Linked DNA regions of Triticum aestivum: region 1 is linked to region 2. Evidence: chromatin contacts called from public Hi-C data. All regions are on one chromosome and are shown on one strand. The core of a region is the stretch at or near the end of the contact, and the rest is flanking DNA. Distances in the headings are between cores, read along the strand shown. Region 1 holds the start of LOC123090952. Region 2 holds the start of LOC123090947 (GTP-binding protein At3g49725, chloroplastic).

Region 1 (3,784 bases), core at 457-2,956, 260 kb after region 2:
TGGTGTTGTTGAAGATGTTGATGGAGATTGGCCTCCCAAAGATGAGAGAGTTGTTGGTGATGACGGTGACTTCGATTTCTCCCTCCGGGAGGGAAGTTCCTCCCGCGAATTGCTCCGCCGGAGGGAAAAGTGCTCTTGTCCAAGTTCCGCCTAGACGACGGCGCTCCGTCCTGAAAGTCATCTCCTTTTTTTCTATGTCAAAAAAGACTATATACTAGAAGATGGGCACCAGAGGTGGGCTGGGCTGCCCACCACCCACCAGGACGCGCCCTGGTGTCTCGTGGGCACCCAGTGGCGCCCCTCCAGTAGTTCTTTTCTTCAATATTTATTAAATATTTTAAAATAATTCTCCGTGAAATTTCAGCTCATCTGGAGATGTGCAGAATGGGTATCTCTGATGTAGCTTTTTCAAGTCCAGAATTTCAGCTGTCGGTACTCTCCCTCTTTATGTAAACCTTGCATATTATGAGAGAAAATGCATTAGAATTACTCTATAAAGCATTATTATGCATACAAACATTATAAATAACAGTAGAAAACATGTTGCAAAATGGACGTATCATTGTTGTTGTGCGCCCGCCTTAAAAAAGAGCGGTGTACGTAAATGGAATATGCTAGGGCTCGCAGACACACCTTGAGGGATGTAATTTATTTTTCTTGTCGGTTCTTCAACATGGCAGCGAGACCACTAGCAATAAAAGTGAATAAAAACAGCCACCTTGTTTTTAGAATGAAGACGTTAGAAACAGGCAGAGGGGATCAACACAACTCTACCCCGCACAACTGCCCACTTTGGTTCACCCTTTCATGATACTTCTCATCCTTCGAAAAATTGGGACGCAAGAAACAAGAAAGTTTTACAAGGGCTCGACATTAATGCTTCTGTTTCTATTAGAGTTACCATCGACGATTTGATTATTTGGTCTCATCGACTTAAGTCTGAAAATCTAAAGGGCCACGCCGGTATGTCGCATGAGTTCCTCTCCCACAACAATTGTGAAGTCTGAACATTTGTTGACTTCTGAAATATATTCAGGTGGGACCCCCCCCCCCCCACACACACACACACACATTTCAAAAAGTAAAATAGAACATGTTTCAATTGATCTTTGTGCCAGGGCAACGGATCATCTAGTTCGTGAAGATCGGGCCACCCTAGAGTTTCCCCTATATCAAATATGGTATGTACTCCCTCCATTTGTAATTATAAGACGTTTTAGATGCACATGAATAAAGATGAGTGAATATACACACTAAAACACGTCTGGATACATACAAATCTTAGAAAATACAGTAGAGAAAATCTAAAACATTTTATATTTAGGAACAGAGGGAGTATCTTTTTATATAAAAAAAATCCATATATAAAGTTTCATAAGAAGTACAGCCGTGCATTGTGAACGAGTGTTTGTTTGATCTGGATAAAGTTGATTGGATAAGTGGGTCGAATTGGATCAACGTGGCTATGAACCTACAACCATTTCCCCGACGATCGGGGTCAAATATCCAGATCGAAATCCATGTTAATCCACGCATAGTTTCAGGAAACCAGCCCCTGTCTATCTATCAATCCAAAGCCGCGCGCAAAATAACGGACGGACGAGAAGTGCTCCACGAAAGAATCCAACGGACGCGGAAATCCCGCTTTCCGTGCGGAACACAGCATCGACCGACCGACCGAACCCGTGTGCCGAAAGCGAGATTCCACTCATCCAACGCGTCGCCACGCCATCACTCGGCTGCGGCTCCGCGACCCGTCTCCTCCTCCCCCTCACCGGCCGTCTCCCCGCACCGCCCACCAATCCAACTCCGAATCGTCCTCCCCCCACCCCACCCGGAGGTCTCGCCGGTCGCCGCAGCGCGGCAGAAGCCGGCGGAGAAGCTAACCGAAGCGGCAGAGGGGTTTGATCCGGGAAAGCATGAGCCTGGCCTCCCGCGACCCCCGGCGGCGAGCTCGAATCGGGAGATAGGAATTCGCGGAGGAGGAGATGTCCTCCCCGCAGGAGGGGAAATCCGAGGGCGCTGGGAGGGGGCAGGAGGAGCGGCCTTCCAAGGCCTGGGGGCTGCTCGTCTTCGGCCTCGTCGGCGCCGCCACCGCGACCCTCGCGGTGAGCAACCCACCCACCTTCCTCTCGCTTCCCCTGTTACGTTGTTCAACCAGCTTTGTACATTTAGTTCTTGCTTGTAATAATCGCGGTGTGCGTGATCATGAGCCTCGCTTGCTCGTTTAGTATCATGGCTTCCATGACGATTTGCTCCATTTAGTTCTGGCCTAACTGCAATCTGCTGTACCATTCACAATTCCGCATCAACCCGTCTGTTACGGAAAGCAGCGTTGCTCTTCTGAAGGATTTTGTGTTTCTTATGCTGTTTACAACCTTCTGTGGTTTGAAATACGTACATGGCACTTGACTTGAATCCTGTTAGTAATGCTCTTGAACCACCCCACACTGCTCGCTCTGTTGATCCAAAGCGAGGCCCTCCTCTCGAGATTACACGAGCACTGCAAATGGGTAAATGTTATGCTTAGGACTGTACTACCACACTTCCTCCCTTGCGTGCGAGGTGTGTTGCTACGACCTGTCAGTTATATGAGGTTACTGCCAATTGCTTGGCCTCTTTGTTATCTTTGTGATATTCAACTTGCTCGAAGATAAAAGGTGTCTTAGTATCTTCTGCTACATTTCATTTGATCGACATTTTTATTTGTATTTTCCTCTGTGACAGGTTGGCCACGTTCGTAAAAGTGTTGATTGGTTCTACACTCAGGTACCTTACTTAAGTCAATGTTATTTTCTTCTTCGATTTGCCCCTTCTAAACTGTCGGAAACGGCATTTTAGATCATCATGATTGGTGGTTGTGAGCTTGTTTACCCCAAATTTGTGTTTATGTCTAGAGTCTTCAGCAATACTATGTTTTGTAGTTCGTTGTTTTTTATGGGAAATAGCAGAAGGATCCTTAGGTGGATGTAATGGTCTGATGAGAATCATCATCTTGCTCTCTAAAATTTAGTACTGTTTGGTGTTTAAGATCTTGCCAAGGCTAGCCTCTCGTCATTGTCTTTGGCCTATACTAGTACTAAGATAGACCATCTAGCGATTTCCACAGGAAGAAAACTGCCGTGCTTTCTCTAAAGCTCACTTTTGTATTGCCAGAATTACATTGGTTCAGTTATTAGTCCAATGTGAACTCTACTTTGAAGACATAGGGAGAACCAATAGGGGATGACGAATTTATCATCCTGTACTCAGTTATACGCTCAGTTTTCGTTGCCTTTTGACTTCTAAGTGTTTATTTATATGCTCCTTTTTCCTGCTGCTCTTCCGTCAAAAGCTGAATAAGGTGCAGACAACATCATCTTGGAGGAAGACAAGTAAAAGCTCCACCGGTGGAACTTTTAGTGACGATGCTAGGAGAAGATATTATCAACGTATGCAGCAGGAATTTGAGGATGAACAGGAAAGAGTTGTGAGTTCATTGAACTGTTCACACTATTTACCCTTTTAGAAATTAGAATTTTTGAAATTATGCTCGCTATATATATGTTGTTGCCTCAGAACATTGCCTGCGGTAAATGTAATGTGAATCCATGACAAATTGCATTGTGCTAAATTAGTAACTTCTTGTCCTAAGTCCTAACCCCAACTTTAGTTTCTCAAACATTGCCCTAAGAGTTACTGACTCTGTTTACTCCTCCAGTATGCTGATTTTTTGTTATTTTGGCCAGCAAAGAATAAGGCACATGCAAAGTGTTTTCAACCGAGAGAGGAACAAATTCAGGAA
Region 2 (3,608 bases), core at 558-3,057:
TCCAAAATACGTATCTGGCATGATGAATTGTGAGTTTACATAAACATTTGTAGTCCTGAATAAGCCACATCAATAAGAATACCTAAGTGGGAAGACGAATTTCAAATGCTAGCAAAAATGTTTCGACATGAGTTCTAAAATAACTACAAACAGGCAATGGTACAAAATTCAAGTGCATATATCGACCTTTATAACTCTTAAGTGTATGACCCTCTTGCTTACCAATCCAACTCCAGGATATACGCAACTCTTTTTGGCTGTGTATATCAATCTAGAAGGCAAAGCTCTTAAGTTTTGTGGAGTAACCCTGCACTTTTCGAAAGGGTTGGCAAAAGCAGATCTCTGCTTAAAACCCAAAAAATAATTGATAACTCGCAAGAAGCGCTTTGTATCCTTGCTCTTATGATGAGAACGAGTCTATGAACCCACAGCCTCAACCATCAAAACTGTATGCTCTGCCACTGGAGCTGCGGTGTCACACTCAGTGGCGATTCCACCAGGGAGGCTTCAATAGGCTTAAGCCTACCCTCCAAAATCTTATTAAGCTAAACATACCACTTGACAAGTATATTCTGGTGCTTTACATGCAACAATTGCAATGCATTTGGTAATTAGACTTAGGAAATTTGTGTTTTAAGCCTACCATCCAATGTCCTGCTAGATTCGCCACTGGTCACACTGATGTAACTTTAACACCAAAATCATAAATATGTAAGAAAGAATAAATCACTATGACAAGACTTCAAAATAATAGAACCATTGCATCACAGTGAAACATCTATAGTAACTAAATTCTTGGTGCCAGATTGCAGCTCGCACGACTTCCACTTCATACCATATCAAACAGAGATCTAGCAGCTCTATAGAATGTGATCCATCACCAAATATACCGTAATCTCAGGTAACTTGGACTAAACTACGAGCCATTGAAAGCAGCATTATCCCAATTTGATCAAGTCTGGAATGACTAGGCGAAAGCAATGCATGCATGAGCCATGACCAGCACCCTGCGTATACTACCACAGTGTAGCTTAAACAATCGTGGAAGAACAAGCTAAATGTGCCTCCTCCTACCAACACACAATCCCCTATCAGACAACGAGGTAAATTTAAGTAAGCCTAACTGAGCAGTATAATTCATGCATACTATGCAGATCTTAAGAATCTGGCCACAGTAGTCCCCATAAAAATGGAACTGGAACGCGATTCCTATTCGCAGTTGTCATTGCAACCCCAAAGCAAAAACACTCCCACTTGAGCCAAGCAGTAGGCACGGAGAGGTTAGTTGGGTACCGGCATGGTTGCGGCCGCGGGAGGCTGGGTTCTGGACGACGAGGTGCGGTGGCGCGCCCTTGGCGGCGGACTCGGCGTGCTCGAAGCCGTCGCGGGACTCCTCGAGGGAGCTGGCGAGGTTGAGCGCCTCGGAGAGCTTGGAGTCGAGGAGGGCGCCACGGCGGAGGCGCGGCTGCACCACCAGCAGGCGCGGCGGGTGCGCGGGGTCGCGGGAGAGCACGAAGAGGCCGCGCATGAGGCCCTCGTCCTCGGGCTCGGGGGGCGGCGCGGTAGGGGACGACCGCTTGCCGCGGCCGGTGGAGAGCGCGCGGAGGGGAGGGGTCGCCGGGGAGGGCTGGCGGTGCAGGTGGGCGCCGAGGCGCGAGATGGCGGCGCGGAGCATCGCGGGCGGCGCCGGCGGGGGTCCGGGGATGTAGGGGCGGGTCCACCGGTCGGGCGCGGGGTGACGAGAGAGTGCGCAGCTTTTGCTCGTTTTAGCAAGTTCGGTTTGGCTGGATCGGATCCGATGGCACGTGGCGGTCGGCGAGAGGCCGAGGGAGTCGCTACGACGGTGCGCCGTCGGGTGCGCTCGGCACGGCAAGAGCGGCAGACGATCGTGCCCTGCTGTGAGCTGTGAAATGCGGAAGGTGTCCATAGACCGTCGTTGTGATGTACAGTACTTCATCACCTGCTTTCCAGTTCCTTCGTCTTAAATCTCCGTCGGCCAAAATATTCAAATTCAGTTTCTATAATTAAACGACTGCTAATTATGTTGTGAAACTTCAATTGTGCAGCCTTGACCATCATCGGATGGTTCGTCAGATGAGGATAATGGAAGCACGGAGCTTGATGAGTCAACGCAAAAGGAGTTATTCGAATCGTCTGAGTCGAACGAAGATGTCGAGATGTTGATGATCAATGAGCATCCAGGAGAAAATGGACAGGGAGGTGAAGCACATTCTGAATTTCAAGGATACGATCAAAATGAGAAGAGTTTTGAGTCGGGATGGGGTCGCTGAAGCATGACTACTCTTTAAGGACTATTTCCACCCAGACCAACATCCCCTGATACATGATTTCATTGACACTTCCGTATGCACAAACCATTGTCTTACACGTGGTGGAAGGAGTGGAGGCACATGTTTCCTACTTCAAGCTCACCGGATATTATTGCAGACAACTTTCGTTCTTTGCTACACAGAAGTGCATGCTTGCTATGAGGATGCTTGAATCAGGTACCGCCATCAATGTCGTTCATGCAATGGTCCGGATGGGGGAGAGAATATGCATGAAGACCACTGTGAGATTTGCCCGTGTTGTGGTGCATGTGTTTGGAGCAGAGTATTTGAGAGAACCAAATGCGCAAGATATAGAAAAGTTGATGGCTATTGGGCCAGCAAGAGGCTTTACAGATATGGTCGGTTCAATTGATTGCATGCATTGGCAACGAAAGAACAGCCCAAAGATGTGCATGTGATGTACTAATGTCACACTAAAGAGGCCACCGTCATACCCGAAGCAGTGACATCAAACGACTTGTGGATTTGGCATGTTTGGTTTTCACAACGACATCAATGCACTCCAGCGACCAAAGGACTTTTGCAATGGGGACGCGCCGCCGTGCAACTACCGTGTCAACGGGAATGACTACAACATGGGGTGCTACCTTGCAGATGAAATCTATCCTCAGTGGGTGGCGTTTGTTAAGACCATAATCGATCTCATGGCAACAAACAAAAGGCCACTTTGCATCAATGTAAGAAGCAATCAGGAAGGATGTAGAGAGGGCATTCGGAGTGCTCCGAGCTCGTTGAGGAATTGTTTTATGAGGCTGTAATTGTGTGGGAATTAGAGACTTTGTGGCAACTGATGAGATGTTGTGTCATTTTGCATAATATAATTGTCGAGGACGAGAGTGAAGAGGTAGCCAAAACCCATGATTTCGAGAAACCCGGAGAACAAGTCCACATCTCAGATCAAGATGCAGATCAGATTATGAATTTTCTACATATGCATCAGAATCATCGAAATGATTTTTGTGGAGCATATGTGGATCCACAGTGGAAACTAAGGAGAGGTAGTGTTTGAATTGTGCACTTCAAATACTTTTTGTGCTTGAACTATGTATTCCATGTATATTGGGGATATTACCCACGACCAAGACCCGGCTCATAAGGATAAGCCACCCTGAGGCTTAAGTCATCTTTGGGTTTAAGTCGCCCTAACGTTAAGTCATCTCAGATCCTAACCCGGCTGGTGAGACCCGGCAGGTGAGACCCGGCTGGTGAGACCCGACAGACAGTCTTTAACCCGACAGACAGTTTCTAACCTGACAG

The links. Hi-C and Micro-C count contacts between places; a contact is called where the count stands out from the background.
Region 1: a Hi-C map of leaf shows a contact between it and region 2, with 5 times the contacts expected there. The contact joins the promoter of LOC123090952 here to the promoter of LOC123090947 in region 2. A contact is called at or near these places in 3 of 5 Hi-C or Micro-C datasets (all in leaf).

The regions. Positions count from the first base shown.
Region 1 is chr4B:52,899,950-52,903,733 of IWGSC CS RefSeq v2.1, forward strand. It overlaps LOC123090952, which reads left to right and starts at 1,707. Exons shown (of 7, transcript XM_044512322.1): 1 at 1,707-2,108; 2 at 2,728-2,769; 3 at 3,335-3,469; 4 at 3,729-3,784. The coding sequence starts at 1,989.
Region 2 is chr4B:52,635,186-52,638,793 of IWGSC CS RefSeq v2.1, forward strand. LOC123090947 (GTP-binding protein At3g49725, chloroplastic) reads right to left here and starts at 1,808. Exons shown (of 14, transcript XM_044512315.1): 1 at 1,294-1,808; 2 at 1-14. The coding sequence starts at 1,675.